2 separate regions of the Oryctolagus cuniculus genome follow, and region 1 is linked to region 2. Evidence: chromatin contacts called from public Micro-C data. All regions are on one chromosome and are shown on one strand. The core of a region is the stretch at or near the end of the contact, and the rest is flanking DNA. Distances in the headings are between cores, read along the strand shown.

Region 1 (3,810 bases), core at 1,078-3,577, 270 kb before region 2:
TCTGGGTTTCATTCCTAATTCCAGCTTCTTGCCAAGGCAGACCCTGGGAGGCCACCCATGAGTCCTGGATTGAGTTCCTGGCTCTTGGCTTTGGCACAGCCCACCCTCCTATGTCACTGCAGGGGTTTGGGGAATGAACCAGCAGATGGGAGCTCTGTCTGTCTCTCCTTCTCAGAAAAAAAATTAAAAAAAATTGATGAAATTTGAAAACTGTGCATGGATTTCTTTTTTTAAATAAAATGTCTTTTTTTAAAAAATTATTTATTTGAAAGAATGAGAGAGAGAGAAAGATTGAGACTGATCTTCTATCCTCTGATTCACTCCCTAGATGGCCACAACATCCAGGAGTGGACCAGGCTGAAGCCAGGAGCCTGAAAGTCCATTTGGGTCTCCCACATGGGTGGCTGGGGCCCAAGAAGCTGGGCCACCTTCTGCTGCTTTCCCAGGCCCATTAGCAGGGAGCTGGATTAGAAGCAGAGCGGCCAGAGTTTGAACTGGCACTCACTCCAACATGGGATGCCACCACTACACATAGTAGCTTAACCTGCTGTGCAACACCGGCCCCTGTGCATGGATTTCAATATCTTGCTACACCAAACTTATCTTTTAATTCCATTTTCCCATTAATTCTTTTGTTTTTCCAGTTTATTTGAGAGACCGGGGTTGGGGGTGGGTGGGTAAAGAACACCCATCTGCTAATTCGCTCCCCTAATTCCCAGAGCCAGGGACTCAACCCTGATCTTCCACATGCATGGCAGGAACCCAGTTACTTGAGCTGCGGCTGCTGCCTCCTGGGTCTGCATTAGTAGGAAGCTGGAGTCAGAAGCCAGAGCTGGGTATCTAACTCAGGCATTCAGATAGGAGAGGCAGGCATCGCAACTGATACCTTAACCTGAACCATTAGATTAAATATCCACCCCCTCCATGAAGTACCCTCATATACACTAGCAAAGCTTTGATATATTAGAATTCCATTTAAGACTTCACTGGAAGAAAAAGATATTCTGCTTCCTAGGGTTTGCAAACCCCTTGCCTGCCTGCCTGCCTGCCTTCCACTGCGGCCCTGCCCCTTCCCCTGGGGCCTTGTCCCTACCTGGGCTCTCCAGCCCAGTAGACACAACCTCCTCCACATTGCTGCCATTGAGGTTGGCACGGAGGATCCGGTCCAGGGTGACATCCGACCAGAAGACGAGCTCACGCCGGTGATGGAAATCAAGGGCGATGGCATTCTCCAGGTTGTTGAGCAGCAGGGTGTACTCGGAGCGGTGCGGCAGCACCTGCCGGATGTCGATGCGATTGGCAAACAGTAGCACAGGCTCCGGCCCTGGGACACAGCATAAAAACCAGGTCCCCACTGGGCTTCAGCGCTGTCCCTGATCCATACTCATCTCGGCACACACCCCCAGGTCCTCAGCTGACAGATGCTCCCCCAAGCGGTCAGTCTTGGTACTGCAGGAGTGGAAACCTCCAAACTACACTCTCCATCCCACTCCTGTAAGGGGTTTCCTTGGGGCCCAGGATGGAACTCAGCACTTCATTTTACTCTGATGGAAACTGCACTACCTGCCAGCTAATTCCTGAGCTTCGGATCACCTGGCGTTTCTCCACGCTCAGCCTGCTCCCCACCCGGCCAGCACCCCTTACCCAGCGCCTTGCAGCTGCGCCGGTCGGGCCGTAGCTCATAGCCAGCTTCACACCAGCACTGGAAAGCCCCTTCACTGTTGGTGCAGCCCTGGCTGCAATACCCCTCTTCGGCACATTCATTCACATCTGCGAACACGGGGCAGGGTCAGGAGAACTCCGTTCCACCACCCTCCCACCCCAATTCCCAGGCCAACTGGACTGGCTGCTTCCTGCCCTCATCCCCACCTACTTTCTAGGCTGGTGGGAAGGCCATGAAACAAGGGGTTAAGGCTCTCTGGGGCCATGCACACTGAGCTGGGCTGGGATCCCAACTCTGCTGCTGCCTAGCTGTGTGGCTTTTGGTAAGTTACTGAGCCTCCCTGAGCCGTGGGCAGGATGATGCCACTTCTTAGGGTTATCGGGATAATGGACTGGGGCCACGTCCATCCTGACCCGCAGGAAACACAGCTGCCTGTCTGCTGCCCTTGACTACGGCCTGACCCTGCTGTAAGCCAGGCCCCAGCTCACCGTGGCACGTGCGCCCATCCTCCATGAGCCTGTAGCCTGTGTGGCAGGTACACTGCACTGTTCCCCGCACCATCTGGCACTTCTGGGCGCAGCCGCCGTTGTTAACAGTGCAGCTCTCCTCACCAGTCCGGGGCCCTGTGCCAGCCAAGGCAGAGAGTTGGGAGTCGAGCCCAGAATCCTCCCCCAGACAGCCAACTTGGCATTCCACCTGGCCCACGGAGCACAGCTCCCAAAGCTCCGAGAGTCCCCAGGGAGGATTCCCTTTGAGCCTTCTGGGTGGGGTTCAACCACAAGCCACGTGGCAGGTCCGCCCGCTGGGGACACTCACGGCAGCTCTGCTGTGGGCTTTCGTCGCTGTTGTCACCGCAGTCATTGACCCCGTTGCACAGCTTCCTCTGCCCAATGCAGCGCCCGTTCCAACACAGGAACTGGTCCGAGGCACACTGGGGGCTTCCTAGAAAGAGAAGGAGAGGGAGAGGGAGAGGGAAGAAGGGAGAGTCAGGTCACAGCGGGGCAGGGCTTGGGTCAACAAAAGGATGGAGCCTGTCATTTTCTAGGGCGAGCTGGAGACAGATGAGACAAGGTGGGAGGGTCGGGGTCCAAGGCAGGAAACAGCTCAGACAGGGCTGGCTGATGTCTGCATTCGTGCTCTCCCCTGGGCACCACAAGGCAAGGGACGGGATGTGGGACACAATCAACTGTATCTCTGTAAGGCTGGTATGGTGTGGGCATGGGCTGTCAGCTCCCGAGAGGTAGGCTCTGGCTGTGTGTGGGCTGGGATGTGAGCGGCATTCGTAACTCATAGCCCTGATACCATGTTTCAGGCCCCCGGGGCCCCAGGTCAGTGATGCACCTGAGTTTGACCCTGGTCACTGGGAAGGGCAGGAAAATCCATAGCAAGGGAAAATCTAAACATAGCACCTCCAGGGCAAACTGGAAGGGCAGCGGTCACACCCTCTTTCCACCCGTGGCCCCCACTCCAACTAGAGGCTAAGGGGTCTGGGGGAATCCCGGGAGACTCCACCTGTGTTCTCACAGTTCTCTTCATCACTGTTGTCTGCACAGTCGACCTCCCCATCACAGCGCCACGACAGGCGGATGCAGCGGCCTGACCGACAGCGGAACTGTTCTGCCGTGCACACCGAGGTGGCTGGGCAAAGCAAAGGCCTAGTGAAAGGCTGGCCTCGCTCGGCCTCAAACTCTGCCCTGCCACCCGAAACTGGAGCTTATGTCAGCACCCATGCCACCCTTCTCGATACCAGTGTGAGCTGGTCTGTGGGGCATCCTTGTGGGAATCAGGCCTCAAGGCTCTTTACTGCCATCCTTGGGAAAAGGCCATGATGAGGCTGTATCTACTATATGACTGGTATCCGACTGGATATTGCGCCTCTGTGCAGTGTCCCACCCACACAACGGTGCATGGTGGTCCTGTCCAACAACCCCACTCCCTAGTTGCAGCCTTCGGTGCTGTCCCCCCACACTCACTGCAGTTGCGCTCATCAGACTGGTCGTCGCAGTCCGCGTCACCATCACAGCGCCAGCCCATGTTGAGGCACAGGCCACTGTCACACATGAACTCCCCAGAGCGGCAGGGCTGGTGGGAGGCTGGGGAAACACAAGTTTTTCGTCTCTAGCCAGCCTGTGCACTCAGTGTTCCAT
Region 2 (3,545 bases), core at 441-2,940:
CACCCCCCCCCAGCCCCCACACCCCCGCCCGCCTGCCCTTCACATAAATACATGAATTGTCGTTTCAAGGGCGAGGGGCAGTGAAGGCAGGAGAGGCGTCCTCCCTGGCTGAGCTGTGCCCCTCCCCTCGTGGCACCAGAGTTCCTGGACAGCGTGGCCGCCATCTATCAGGACCTGCTGTCGGGCAAGAGCCCCAACACGGTCATCGTGCCGACGTCGTCCAGCGGGCAGCACCGCCAGCGCCCGACCCTGGGTGAGGCCAGCATGTTGGAGGGAGTGGAGGCGTCGCTCTTCTGCCAGTGCCTGGAAAACCTGTGTGACCGGCACAAGTACAGGTAAGAAATGGGCACACAGACCCCACCTCGGCCCCAGGGCTCACGGGCCCTGAGCCTGGGAACAGGTGGAATGTGAAACGGGACAGTGCCCCGTGCTGCTCGCCAGGGCGCTGACTCCAGCTCCCCGGGGGGCTCCCACAGAAAGGCCTGCTCCCACCTGGCCCAACATGTGGCACGGCAGGTTAAGGCACCGCTTGTGTTGCTGGCATCCCACGCTGGAGCGCCGGTTCAAGTCCTGGCTGCCCTACTTCTGATCCAGCTCCCTGCTAATACACCTGGGACAGTAGCAGAGGATGGCCCAAGACCTTGGGCCCTGCACCCACATGGGAGACCCAGATGAGGCTCCTGGCTCCTGGCTTCGGCCTGGCCCAGCCCTGGCTGTTTGGACCGTTGTGGGAGTGAACCAGTGGATGGAAGACCTCTCTCCGTCCCTCTGCCTGTGAAATAACTTTTTTTTTTTTTTACAGGCAGAGTGGACAGTGAGAGAGAGAGAGAGAGACAGAAAGGTCTTCCTTTGCTGTTGGTTCACCCTCCAATGGCCGCGCTGATCTGAAGGCAGGAGCCAGGTGCTTCTCCTGGTCTCCCATGGGGTACAGGGCCCAAGCACTTGGGCCATCCTCCACTGCACTCCCGGGCCACAGCAGAGAGCTGGCCTGGAAGAGGGGCAACCGGGACAGAATCCGGCGCCCCGACTGGGACTAGAACCCGGTATGCCGGCACCACTAGGCGGAGGATTAGCCTAGTGAGCTGCGGTGCCGGCCCTAATAACTATTTTTAAACATTCCTGTAGCAAGGAAGAGCTCAGCAGTCCGCTGTGGCATGAAGTCACCTTAGGGACAGGACAGCCAGCTGTTCGGGACGCACCCCCAGGAGGTGTCACCTGGAGGGAGCAGAGCTGCCTGCAGCCAAAGCCTTGCTCCCGCGGTGGCTCGTGGGCCTGGAATCCTTCCAGGCCTGAAGGGCTGGAGGAAGCCGACCCTGGTCTCTGACTCTGCCTCCTGCATTCCCCTTTCAGCTGCCCGCCCCCAGCTCTTGTCAAAGAGATCCTGAGCAGCGTGCAGAGACTGACTTTCTATGGATTCCTTGTGGCCCTCTCAAAGCATCATGGGATCAACCAAGCCCTAGGTAAGCCAGAGCCCCGCCCGGCCCCACCATCCCCGGGTCCGGCAGGTGGCCCCGTGGCCCTGAGTCCTAGGGAGCGGAATGAGCACAGCCCCAGACTGTGCCCCGTTGGGCCTCACATTCCCATGGTAAGGGACAGCGCTCCCGGCCGCTGCGCGCTGCCCGGACATGAAGCGGGCCTGGACATGAAGCGTGGGGCGCGGCCTGCCTGCGGGGCAGGCACAGGGCTATTCACCCGTGGCTCCACAGATGACATAGCAAAGAGCCCTGGATCCCATTTACAAACAGGGCAGAGGTGTGTCTGGGGAGGAACACCGACTAACCTGAAAGGGAACAAAAAGGCGGGAGCCTGCGCTGGCCCAGTTTCGGCTGTCTGTCCTGGTCCCACGGGTTGGCTTTCCCCACCCTGCCCCGCCCCCAGCCACTGCTCTCCAGGGGAAAAGCCACGGTCTGCCGGTCTGCCCGACTGTCCCGGCTGCTTCTCTGTCTGTCCCCAGGGGAGCTTCTGGGGTGCTTGGGGCCCTGGGTGCTGAGTCTCAGAGGAGGCTGGCCTTTTCCTTGGGCCAGCTCTGGGAGGAGCGCCCACAGGTCTTCAGGGCTACCCCGAGGGGCACAGCCAGCCACATGGTGCTCCGCACTTGCATGGTCTAGGGACCCCTCAAGCAAGGGAGGCTGGTAGCCAAGGTCACCGGCTAGGCTTGGACGTCAGGGGTCAGGAGGAAGGGGGTGGGGCGGGAGAGGGTCTGCAGGGGGTGCGCGCCCACACTCCCAGGCAGCGGCCCCTCCCTTCCTTTCCAAGCTTACGGCTGCTACCCGGGAAGAGCTGACTAGCAGCTGGGGCACAGCTGGGGCTAACCTCATCCCCTCTCGGCCTCTCCAGGCCTTTTAAAGACACTCATTCAGTAGCCCGTCCCAAGCACTCACGCCTGGCGTGGGAGACACGCGGTCTCTGCCCTCACCTGCAGCTCTGGCGCATGGGATGGCGATCTGGGCACGCGCTGGTTGAAGCCCCTTGTGGAAGGGGGCACCTTGCTCCCTTAGCCCCCAAGGCAGCCAGGAAAATGGGAGGGTTCCATGGAAGCCAGTTTGAAAACCACTAACATAGCACAAAAGGGGCCTGGTGGCATCCCCTGGAGATGTGGAGAGGCTGGAGACCGGCACTGTGGAGGCCGTGCCTCGCCTCCACTCGGCTTGGAGTTAAGTCCAGATGGGACAGCGCCCCTCCTGGCCACCTCTGGCCATGCCACGCGGGCTTCGGCCTTGAGACCCAGCCTCCTCTTCTCACCTCTGAGACGCAGGGCCCCCGCCCGTCCCCCAGGAGCAGGAGCAGCCGTTGCTGTCTCTAAGAGGGCGCCACCCCAACTGGGGCACACACACTTGGATCACCTCTGGCCTGTGGGGCTTGGGGCCTCCAGAACCAGCAACAGTTCACACCCCAAGACATTTCGGAAGGGGACACCGTTTGCTTGGAAATGTTTTCCCCGTTGCCTCTGCCCCCAGTGAGGGAGGCTGGGCAGCAGGGCCCACGACAGGTCCCCGGGGACCCAGGACTTCCTGCCCATGGCTGTTCTCTGACCCAGGAGCAGCCCTCCCCAGGGTCAGCAGAGTAGGCAGAGGTGGAAGGAAGCTGGGATTGAGTTTTGTGCCCCACAATTATCTCCTAGGAGCTTTGCCTGACAAAGGAGATCTGATGCACGACCCAGCCATGGATGAGGAGCTGGAACGGCTGTAAGTGTCAAGTGGGGAGGTGCTGCCCCCTTGTGGATGGACGCGGCTGTGCCCGCCATGGGTCACAGCGTAGGGTCGGTAACGCCCTGCGCCAGTCAGGGAAGGGTTTGGGGGTCAGCAGAAGCCTGAGGTGGCCTCACGAGTTCTGTGGGCTAAGCCCTTAGGTTCGTCCAGGAGCAGGAGTGCGCGTGGAGGTCGTGGTCTCTGGGCAGACGGAGCCTTGCTGCCCTCCGGGCTTTTTCGCTCTTTCAGGCTGGTTCAGGTCCCAGGCCTGGTCAACTCGGTCACTGCCACGCCTGAGGCCAGCTGCCTGCCTTCCCGGACCCCTTCCCGGGTTGGCTCCCCCTGGAGGCCCCTCCA

Evidence for each region. Hi-C and Micro-C count contacts between places; a contact is called where the count stands out from the background.
Region 1: a contact with region 2 is called in a Micro-C map of ear pinna, with 3 times the contacts expected there. The contact joins two enhancer-like sites. A contact is called at or near these places in 4 of 6 Hi-C or Micro-C datasets (ear pinna, liver, psoas muscle and 1 more).

What each region holds. Positions count from the first base shown.
Region 1 is chr1:19,043,233-19,047,042 of mOryCun1.1, reverse strand. LRP4 (LDL receptor related protein 4) reads right to left here. Exons shown (of 38, transcript XM_070071003.1): 7 at 3,637-3,756; 8 at 3,176-3,301; 9 at 2,480-2,605; 10 at 2,152-2,286; 11 at 1,645-1,770; 12 at 1,094-1,324. Among named protein-coding and RNA genes, the nearest start is that of LRP4, 20 kb to the right of the region's middle. Within about 2 kb of position 2,327, at least 3 of the 8 cell types and tissues checked have an H3K27ac peak or open chromatin away from gene starts, as enhancers often do. A contact at or near this core is called in ear pinna, where this site is marked.
Region 2 is chr1:18,773,591-18,777,135 of mOryCun1.1, reverse strand. It overlaps CSTPP1 (centriolar satellite-associated tubulin polyglutamylase complex regulator 1), which reads left to right. Exons shown (of 9, transcript XM_051852833.2): 6 at 140-335; 7 at 1,351-1,460; 8 at 3,122-3,185. Among named protein-coding and RNA genes, the nearest start is that of ARFGAP2, 15 kb to the right of the region's middle. Within about 2 kb of position 1,690, at least 2 of the 8 cell types and tissues checked have an H3K27ac peak or open chromatin away from gene starts, as enhancers often do. A contact at or near this core is called in ear pinna, where this site is marked.